Regions from separate parts of the Drosophila melanogaster genome. Here region 1 is linked to region 2. A link is a contact called in public Hi-C data. All regions are on one chromosome and are shown on one strand. The core of a region is the stretch at or near the end of the contact, and the rest is flanking DNA. Distances in the headings are between cores, read along the strand shown. Region 1 holds the start of Mnr (Membrane-bound Notch regulator). Region 2 holds the start of CG15445.

Evidence for each region. A called contact is a pair of places that touch in the nucleus more often than the background predicts.
Region 1: a Hi-C map of the Kc167 cell line shows a contact between it and region 2, with 2.0 times the contacts expected there. The contact joins the promoter of Mnr here to the promoter of CG15445 in region 2. A contact is called at or near these places in 6 of 107 Hi-C or Micro-C datasets (the D17-c3 cell line, the Kc167 cell line, the S2 cell line and 2 more) and 4 of 6 datasets of contacts at active chromatin or transcription factors (the Kc167 cell line and the S2 cell line).

What each region holds. Positions count from the first base shown.
Region 1 is chrX:21,279,213-21,284,983 of dm6, forward strand. Mnr (Membrane-bound Notch regulator) reads right to left here and starts at 1,959. Exons shown (of 6, transcript NM_167735.2): 1 at 1,834-1,959.
Region 2 is chrX:21,115,310-21,120,690 of dm6, forward strand. It overlaps CG15445, which reads left to right and starts at 1,852. Exons shown (of 5, transcript NM_134592.4): 1 at 1,852-2,095; 2 at 2,154-2,306; 3 at 3,007-3,462; 4 at 3,553-4,353; 5 at 4,470-5,135. The coding sequence starts at 2,187. The coding sequence ends at 4,949. unc (uncoordinated) reads right to left here and starts at 1,605. Exons shown (of 7, transcript NM_001298583.1): 1 at 1,407-1,605; 2 at 725-1,320; 3 at 147-431; 4 at 1-31. The coding sequence starts at 1,034. It also overlaps asRNA:CR44374.

The DNA.
Region 1 (5,771 bases), core at 709-3,208, 160 kb after region 2:
CGGGCCCGAGTATGGGATCCAGAACGGGAACGGGAAGAGGAGCGTTGCACAGCGGTGGCAGTGGCGAAAATAGTAACATAAAGAATAAAACACAAAAATATATGTAGAAAAAAATATAGAAAATTTTGTTATAGAAAAAATTGGACTCTGTGTGGTATAGGCTTATAAGTGAGAGCACTTGAGTATACACTGAGAGAAATAAGGCAACTCGCGCCTTGAAGGCAGACAATATCAGCGAGCTCTTAGCAATCATTTTTCACTTGAATTTTTTGAGTTGGCTCCATGATTAGCACTTAACGGCTGCCATCCTGAGTATATTTAAGATTTGCACTTATTTCCGATTAAATGTTCACACTTAGGATAGGAACCGATCTGCGCGCAACGTCTCGAACTCTAATGAATTTCCCGCCGTGTAAAGTGGAGACTGGGAGCCTTTGGAGACCTCGCTGTTTGAAGCCCCTTTGCTGTTCCCCGATCCCCGGCGAGGGTCCTTCATGCTGGGCCCCCGGAACACGCGATATTACTGGGGGGGAATATACACATACATATGTATATGCAGGAGAAGGAGCGGGGTCTACATACTATATGTACATATATTCCGGGGAATGCAAAGGGGTCTAAAACGACGACGGTGGGCATGGCTGACTTTATTCTGACGGACTGTTGCGTGTTTTGGAGCCAACAACTGCGATGTACTCGTTGCCATTGTTGTCGCCGTTGTTGTTGCTGTTGTTTTTGTTACTTTGTTGTTGCGGCTTCCATTTACTTTCTATTGTATTATATTTTATATGCTTTGACAAAGCCCCAAGCCACTTAGACAAACTGCTTCAACTTTCTGCCCGGCTCTTGTTGCTGTTTATTATTGTTATTTAATGTTTATAGTTCGCCGAACAAGACGCGATATGTGGGTGGTTTCAGGCGGCATCACCCCTTCCCTTTCGGAGGCGTTGGGAAAGGGATTATTAGCCATGTATATTAGATGACGTTACACGACCCGGCCTACAAAAGAAACACGAAGAACCTCCGAGGAAATTGCTAGACAAAGTGGAACACTCAACACTGATCATCGCAATTAGTATGTCCCCATTTAAAGCATGGCTCTTGCATTACAGAGTTTAGGTTTAGAATTAAGTGACAAATAATTCAAATGATTTTTCCAGTATAATTAATACACTGAAGACGTCTTCGCATTAATGCGTTCAAGTCTTTTAAACCTCTTTAACTAACGTTTTGCGTTTGGAACGTTAAGAAAATATGTTTGACCATTTTAGATTTTTCAAAAAGAAAATTTAAAAACTTTTCTCCTAACAAGTTCAATGGCATAATTCGGCAATTTAAACACTGAGCCTGTGAGTTGAAAGCGTTTCCGAAATTCTTAAGCGCTTAGCAAAATTTTTTTTTTTTTTAATTGATATCCATCAATAAAATCAGCTAAAAAAAACAACATTCGAATTGCTAATTAGCAAGAGAGAGAAACGAATTAGAAAAGGCAAAGCAGAGATGACGATCACGATCACGATCTCACACACTCGAAAAAAACTATATATGCAAATATGTTTTAATTGAGCACAACAACAATGGCAACAACGTTGGCGGCACAGATTGGATTCACTTTGTTTTTAGCACTTTTTCGCAGAAAAAATGATTTAATGGCACAAAAACGAAAAAAAGAACAACACAATAAAAAAAAATTTCAGTTGTGAGAAAAAATCCCAAATCATTAGCACTTTAATTGTATTTTGGGTTTATTTTCAGTTTTTTTTTTCGTTAGTTTTTCTTTTTTTGTTTTCTTTTGATTCGAAACGCGTTTCGTGAAATCACCGGCTTACGTACGTTTATAATTTGCGTCAAAATCGCTGAGAACTGCGTTCGTTGTGGGAGCTAAAAATTAAACCGTCGGGAGCCCAACTGACACCTTCAGTGCTTCGTTTTGCACTGAGCGCCAACGCAGCGCCAGTGTAGCGCCAAAAACCGGTTCGGCTCCACGTTCAACGGCTCATGGGGACTCGGGCATCTTCGGCAATTTGGCCTTCGTGCCCGCATCGCATCATCTCGCTCTTTCCCTTGCTCCCGTTCAGCCTTCCTCCTACCATACCCTGCCCTCGCCGTTGCACCAACGCGATTTCAATGCCAAGCCAAAGCAGATGTTACCAGCGTGGATTTTGTTGTTTTGATTTTTTGTCGCGCTCGCACGTGCGCGAGTGTGTGCGTTTTTGTTTTGTTGGTGGCAAGTGCAACGCTTTCGAATACCGTGTAACTTCAGATAGCTCTGATAGAATGAATTTAGAACTATAGCGATCAGCCTAATAACTGTAGTGTTTATTTCAGAAGAAATAAATACATATGTACATATGTATGACAGGAACATAGAACTTCAAAAATACACATTTCATAAGCATTGACCAAAACACACGACACAGCAGTGATTTGAAATTTACACTTCCTTCAATAAGTAAACTTACATACCTAACTGATGTAGCAGAATCAATATTCGCTTACCATATTGCGGTTGTAACAGATTATAACTTATCCCATCTTTAGATTTTCAATAGATTCATTCTGAAAGCCAAACAAATAAATTAATTGGTATCAAAGTTCAGAATCACATCACTTCCTGCATACCCTGCATATTTACCACTAACGGCACTTACTCACACCGGAGTAAAAAGAAAAAGAAGGCAAAGAAGAAAAAGCAGAAACGCCAGTTAAAAGAAAGTTGGCAGCGCTATGATTTTAATTGGGAATCGTTTATGGGACAGAGATTTTTCTAATCCAAATGAGTTATTCGGTCATTAGTAAAGCTATTAGGGTTCCCTCCCGCTCATGATGTCTCTCACTCCCACCCTTGATCACTCTGCTGACGGTATCTTTTTTATACCCTATATGAGGGATTCATAAATATGGTTTCCCTTATTTTTTCAGAAGCTTTTAACTTTTGGTTTGCTGGCACGTTAAATATATGTACATACAAATGTATGTACATACATGCATACATTGTGTACAATAAATACCGATCCAGGCTATTCAGCACAATAAACAATACTTTTTTGGTAAGGAACTTTAAGATTCGGTCAGATTTCGCTTCTCTTCCTATTGTAACATTTATGTACATACATATGTATGTATGTACATATATATGTATTTTCAGTTGTTGTTGTTGTCATAAGCAAGGCAGAACGAATTTTTCAAGTTCAACATGTCGCCGCTTATTTTAATTTTAATCACACAACACAAAACATGAGCCGTGGTTATTGCTGTTGTTGTGGCTTTTTGTGTTACATTTTAATGTTATGCGGCCTTTGTTTGTTTGTTTATGCACACAAAACATTTATAAAAGTGCCCCAGGGTGGACTTCAATTGTTCCTAAAATTTAAGGTCATGCGGTGCAGTTTATAGGAAATTATTTAAGGCGAAACTGAATTTCCAACACATGTGCGTTTTGAACAGAAATAATTAATATAAATGATTATCATTTTAATAAAAACAATTAATCATGTACTTGTTTATTAAATAATGCTAATGCATAAATGGCTTTTTCAAACTTTTTTAAATTTGTTTAGGTATTTCCGATCTTTTCCTTTCAAATTCCACCCCAAATGACGCATATTTTATGGGATTTTTTCTGGCTTTTCTTATTTAGACTTTTGGGCCCTTAATGTCCTCTATGAGATATTATGTGCCATGCACACACACTAGCACATATCCAAAGATAACTGTAATGTTGTAATGTAGTCCATTTGCGACAAATATGCGCACCCAAAAAATGCTCCTCGGACAATGGCTGAAATTGTTCGCATATTCATGACCGAATTACCCACATTCGGCTGGCGAGTGAGCGAGAGGAGAGACCCTCCAGTGTGAGCGAGAGGGATGACGAAGGGTGCGCAGGGAGGGCGGATGACTGGACACAGCAGAACAAACAAAACCCATTGGCAAGGCACGCAAATCTCGGCTATGACCAAAATATTTGCCAAAGCTCGTCGAGTCCTAAAAAATCAAAAAGAAAAAAAAAATGTACACCGAACATAAAATCTGCAAGCAACCCTGAACGTTATATGATTTTATAATTTGAAAACATAAATTTTTTTAATTTCCTGATTTGACCATTGCTATATTAAATAGGCGAATATGTAGAAATATTAAAAAAAACATAATCTTAATGATAATGAGTTACGAATTTAAATAATTAATATTATCAATAGCCGAGTCGATCCATGTCCGTCCTCAAAACCGTCACGCCCACAATTTTGAAAATGTTTTGAAATTTTTTTACATTTATATTAGTCTTGTAAATTTCTATCGATTTGCCAAAGAACTTTTTGCCACCCCCACTCTAACGCCCTAAATCCGCCGAACCGGTCACGCCCACACTTTAGAACAATTTTTAAATGTGTTCTCATTTTATTCCCCAATATCTATCGATATCCCAGAAAAATGATGAGTAACGAGTAACAAATGAGTATCTGATATCGGGGAACTCGACTATAGCATTCTCTCTTGTTTTAATACAATATTGTATAATATAAATACATACTTTTAATTTGAAATACAATTTTTTTTGGTTTTGGGACCTAATTCCGTTTGTCATAACCCTTTTTACATCTGAAATGTGCCTATATTTTTGTTGAGTGTGCGAGTGTGTAAAAAAGCGTTGCCAAGAAATCAAAGTGAGTGGGCTTGCCGTCGACAACGGGGGGATGAAACCAGGCCGGATATATTAGCCAAGACAGGACAGGGACAGCATAGTCGTTTCATTTTGCAACCTGCGTCAATGACAACAAATTTCATGTAAGTCCCTCTCCCATAAGATTGGAGGGGATTCACTCCATTCCATTGACGATGGGCAAACTAATATTTGCCGAGCGTAGAGTAATAAAATATTTCTTTGGTCAATAATTGCAATTGAATGTGATGCCCAGAGCCGAAGACACGAATGAAATGGAAACGAGTCCAAAAGCGCTAAGGGCGCAACTAAAAATTAAACGAGTTCAGAGAAATCCGCAAACTGGATATGTCCTAGTAAATAGAACATTTTGGAAAAGGGTTCTCCAAACAAAACTGAATCGTATGTGTGAAGAAAAGTTATAGCCGTTATTACCACAAATATATATATCATATATATTATTATTATATTATATATATATAAAAAATGAAATTGTAGCTGCTTGAAATATATTTCTAAAAACGCTGAATAAATTAATTGATTTGAACAAATCCAACGCAGCATCAGCGTTTTTAGAAATATATTTTGAAATCCAATAGTCATGTTTTTGAACCAACACAAAAGTTTTTTGGTTAAAGTCACGGTTAATTTGTCCAAAACAATATATTATGATAGAGTGAAATGCAAGTGCTAGTGAACTGACTTTGAATTTTAAAGATAATATCCTGTCATCGCATCTTGCGCCTCCCCCGCATTCGGCAGGACTTTATAACTATTTTTTCTCATTTTCATTTTTCTTTTGGAAGCACTCTGGTGTCATTTTAATGCCCACTCCCTGGCCTTTCTTCCGGAGGAATATACGTAAAAGCTTTTATTGTCGTTTGTTTGCTTTAGAATGCAATAAAAATGTTATGCCAAAGGATAAATAAATACGCCTGCATGTTGCCAAAAATCAACATGCGACTGACACGATAGATCTATCGCCCTATACCACATACATATGTACATATGTACATATGTACATATGTACACGATATGTATGTGATACGAAAAGGAGGCCACATGAACCAAAGATGACCAACGAAGTCAGCGAGCGAAAAGAGCGGAT
Region 2 (5,381 bases), core at 602-3,101:
TGCACACCAGCAGCCTTGCTCAAGAGCTGGCCTGGAACGGGTACATTTATGGTTAGATCGATTAATAAATTAAAAAGGGGGTTTTCAATAAACTTTGAGATGCCAAATAGTAAAATATCTTTCATTAGTTTGATTAGCAAACCCACCGAGTGCCGTATTATTGAAGCAGTGAATGAGCTCCACCCGCAGGTGAGAGTGCATCTCCCGGGCAATCCCCTCCTGGTCCAGCCACTGGCGGAACTTCACCTCGAACTCCTGCTCCGACATCGCGGCCAGTTCCTCGAGCTGTTGCCTCAGCCGTTCCGCCCTGGCATCGGAGTCATCCTGCTCCTCAATCTGATCCTGAGGAATAGGTACGTGCTTTCTGGTAGGCCTTCCTGTGCGGTATCCGTGTGCTCCAACCTCCGGGGGCAATGATGATCCCCGCGTTACTGAACACAAAATGGGATTATCAGTGAATATGAATCGCTATTAAGTTCGTAAAGGTTTATTGTACTGAATATTTTAATTTGAAAAGATTATTTTTCGAACAAATTTGTGTACGTCGGAGTATAAAGATTGCTGGTTTCTTAGAGTTATAATAATAATAATAAAAATAGTTATAATAATAATATTAATAATAAAAATAATTATTATAATAATAATAATAATAGTTATAATAATAATAATACTTATAATAATAATAATAAAAATATTAATATTATTATAAAAATAATAGGCCCACCTCTAGTTATATTTGATGGTCCGCACGGTCCTGGTCTGCCCAGTCCGGTTGCTTGGAGTCGCTCCCTGGACTGCGTCATTCTCCGCCTGGCGGGATCGCCGTCGGTGCTGATCCTTCGATTATGCTGGCGCACCCGCTGTGTCGCCGACGCCGCTGTGGCCCGCTCCTGCTTAATCTGCTCCTCCCGCTCCCGCTTTGCGGCCTCGTGCTTCCGCTCCCGCTCGCAAGGCATGCCGATGCCGCCCACATCCCGCTGCTTCGCCCTGAACGATAACGTTGTCGTGCTCGCCGGCACGTGGCGAACCTTCATGCCGTCCTGAAGGAACTCGAGGCTCGGATGGGATCGAGAGTTGGTCTGCGTATGCTCGGATAGAACCTCTGACCGCCGCTTACATGCGCCGCGTTTGAGTAACTGAACTTTCCAGGTAAAACGAGCACGAGCGCAAGACACTCACCACCAACAGCGAAATGTGACAGGTGCGACGGAGCCTGCCCTGCCACCTGGGAACTGAGTGAAATTGGGGAGGAGGTCAACTCGATCGTCGGGGGTTGGTCCTCCTAAAGGCGTCAGCTGTGTTGCCTATGTGAAGCGTGCTCTAAAAATTAAGTGAAATATATGACAACTGAGTTCTATGAAATGGTATTCTAAGCAAAAGCTTATTTATCATAAGTAATTGCTCACTAATACTTATAACGGCGGCAGTATTTACTGCCGAGCCCATATTAAAACAGCAATACTTCTTGTGGAAGCGTGTATTTGGTGTATTTTTCACAATAATAATATTTTGAATTTTAATTCAAAACAGTTCCGCTTTAAAGTTGGCAGTTGACTATCGATAGATAATTGTCCGCAAAACAGCTGATTGCTAAGTAGTAAGTGCATCAGCCGTACTGACGGTGAAACTGAAATATGAGTTTCTTGCGTTAAATGGTATAGAAATAATATAATATAAATCAACAAGCACAGCTGTGTTTGCCAATGCGTTTTTATAAAAAACCAAATTTGAAGACTTTGACTATTAACGGGCAGAACGTTCATGTCAGTCAGCTTTTGCAAGCGTTTCGCTGTGGCTGACAGATGGCCGAGTGCTGCAAGAGCCGATAGCTATCGAGTTGCAGTTGTTGTGTCAAACGACAAAAAAGACCCAATTGCGGTGATTCCACCAGGCAGAGCTTATCCCATACGAAGACGCAGCACAGTTCACATTAAATAAATTTCCGTAAATAGTTCTTATTTGTCACCCGCCCAAAATTAAAGTCTACTCCACTGCACCCAACCCCGCGATTATCAACGACTGCGCATCGTTCTTTGTTGTTTCGTGTAGAAACACATGTGCAAGGAAGAAGAAGAACCAGAACATCACATCACTCGTAAATAGTAAATATCTAGAGCATGCCCGATCCTTTGTGACGCGTCAGTTTCAGCCAGTTCGCCACAATTTTTGCCAAGTCATCGTCGAAAATGTCACAAAACGACAACCTACTCATCCAGATCCGCGCCCTTCTCCAGTCCGATGGCGAGAAGCTGTGGGAGGAGCCCTACTACTCCGAAGATCTTGGTAGCATCGAGGGAGCACTAGAAGTACGTACTATATGCCCACCACCCCACACCTAAATGCCTTCCAGTCAGTGGTCGGGGAAATGACAAGAATGCCTGAAATACGGTTGGCAATATAGAAATATTATATTCAAAATGCATATATTATATATATATATATATATATATATTATATATTTATTTGTTAGTTCTTTTCACATTTGAAGAAGTAAGAAGCTAGTTTCGACAAGCCGTAACTTATATACACCTTCAGCTAAGTTCATATTATTAACACTTATTTTAGTTTGATTAGTTTGATCATATGATATTATTGTCCAATTAAAAATACTTAAAAAAAAAACAACATGACATTGCACAAACGAATCTTTTAAATTCCTATTATACTTTAATAATTCTGAATTACAAGAGTAACGACAAAGATATTATTTAGTTTCCTTATATAGGTTTTTGATCTGTTTCGCTTCGACTTATTTATAACGCCTAGAATAAAAATAAGATTTTAAACCGATAGATTTGTTGGCGTGTGAAAATGTGATTGCTTTCTTGAATTATTATTTATTTTTCAATAAATAGAGGTTGAGGGATTTTAAAAATAAAGTAAGACCAATAGTAGTCAAAAGAATAGCACATTACCAGCATTCATACTCAGGAACTCAGTAGCTTTGGATTAATATAATATATAATATTTTATTCTATAATAAGATGTGTATCCATTTCATTAAAGAACCTGGCGCAGAAGTACTCCGGCATGTTGGGCATCGATATAGGTCGCTGCAAGTTCTTTTTGACCGAGCTGCAGGAAAATGCTCTCCGTACGCTGGCCGCCCGACGTGAGTTCAGCACCACAGGAATTGCCACGTTGAAGGTTCGCCGCGTTGGCGAGCACAGCGGTGCCACAATGGTGGAAGTGAAGTGCAGCTTGGACATCGTGGGCTCCGAACTCCAGGCATGCATAGCGAAGAAACTGGAAGTGCCGAATGCTGCGCACGTCAAGTGCATCGCTGCCGGCAAAGTGGTGTCCGCCAATGCCACTTTGGCCGACCAGCAGTTGAAGAACAACCAGCAGTTGATTGTCATTGTGGGCGATGGGGATAATTCTGGCGAAGCCCTGTACGAAAGGATCAATCGCATCAAGGCCGATGTGGAGGCGGTGGTGTCCTCGAAGAATAACCTAATAGAGGTGAGTAAATCGGAAGGAAAGTTGCTTAGGTTGTTGTTTAGAAGGTTTTTTAAATCACACCACTTGTTTGTATTTTCGTGTCATGCCCAGATGGAGGATCAGAATGGCAGCCAAGTGTATTTGCCGCCTTCCGAGCATAAAGCCCTGCTCATGGGTTTGGGATTCTGTGAGAAGGCCCGTGCGGCCATGAATCGCAAGCATTTTGAGGAGGCTCTGCTCCTGCTTTTGGAGGCCGACGAGCATTTTTCTACCTGTGGCTCAAAGTTTCTAGAGTCCGTGGATAACTATGCTTTGCTGAACCTCGACATAGTGTGGTGCTATTTTTGCCTGAAGAACGTTACCCAGCTCCCGGATGCTGAGCATCGCTTGGCCCGCTGCAGTCGCAATTTCGGCATCAGCTATGGCGACAATTTGGAGAGGCTGTACTCCTTGAAGGGCAAGGACTGTCCCGAGAGGGCTTTAATTATGCGGCTTAAGTTGCTCCAGGGCGTGATCTTCTTCCACCAGAATCTTCGCAATCAGGCATTTGAGTGCTTCGAAGCGGCTAAAACTCTGCTAAATGAACTAAAGATCAACAACGACCAACTGGCTCTCCTGGTCGATATGGGCTTCGAGCCCTCCGAGGCTCGTATGGCCCTGCGCTCCTGCAAGGGCGGCACCGCCGTCGAACAGGCTGTTCAGTTTATTCACGAGCGTCGTCAGCAGCTCAAGAATGCACGCATGAAATATAAAGCGTCCGAGCGTGCTATGGAGCGCCGCCTGAAGCGCTCCAATTCCAAAGATTGCACCTGGGTGAATCCCCGCAGTGTCTGCAGCCTTGCTGACATGGGATTCGAGAGCGGACTGGCCACTATCGCCTTGCAGCGCTCTAATAATGATATCCTCCAAGCGGTAAGTGTGGCCAAGAATATATTCAATGACATGAATTGATCAGTATGTTTTAACTATAATCTCATGGATGTCACGTGTTTGTAAACTATAAAATAATAGAAATATTTTTTTCTTAGGTGGAACTGCTGCAGACAGAATCGGACGAACTTACTGGTGCTTCGCCATGGTTTCCGGTCACCGTAGACACGACCAAACTGGCTCAGCTTCTGCAACTGGGATTCAACGAGAACGACTCGCGCGTGGCCCTACAGAATGCATCAAATAACATGGAAGAGGCCATCGAGAGTCTGATGTGCGCCATAGAGAGCGAGGAGGAGCTGAAAGCGATTTTAAAGCACGTTGGGCGTTTGGCCGAAAATGGTGGGCAAAATCTTGACGGCCCCTCTACTTCGAACGCCTCCGGGCAGACGCAAGTTGCTTTGCCAGCGCCCATTATCGAAGCTGTTATCAATCATGCTCGCGTCGAGATTGAAACGTACAAGGCCTACGAGCGCTTTAACTCCGACCTCAAACTGAGCGACCTGGAATACCTGGACTTGCCACTTATCCAGGAGGAGAAGATCCTGACTGAGTATTTCAATATGCTGCAGCAGTAGCTTGTATTTGACTTGCCTTTTTTATATCTATACAAAAAAATATAGAAACCCGAAACCGGTTGTCAAGATAACTGTAATCATGACTTGTCTATATTGCAAATCGTAGTCTTATAATGGCACTTAAGTGGCATTCAGCTCCCCTCCCGGCTGCTGTTTGTCCAACTAGGCAAATAGTAAAATATAGAGATTTATAAGTACATGCCTTCTATTGACAACTGCAAAATGTGATTGCGCCGAGCCAGCGGGAGAATTCACCTTTTGGAGCCACCTGAAACTTGTTAGCGCCTCTGGTCATTGCTTATTTTTTTTTTATCGTTTGTTTTTTTTTTTGTCGCTTGACTCTCGACCCCGGCTCGGACGGCGGCGCTTGATTGGGTTCAGTCGTGACCTTGTCGAGGCCAAAGGGCGCCGCTCACTAAGCTCATCCCGTCG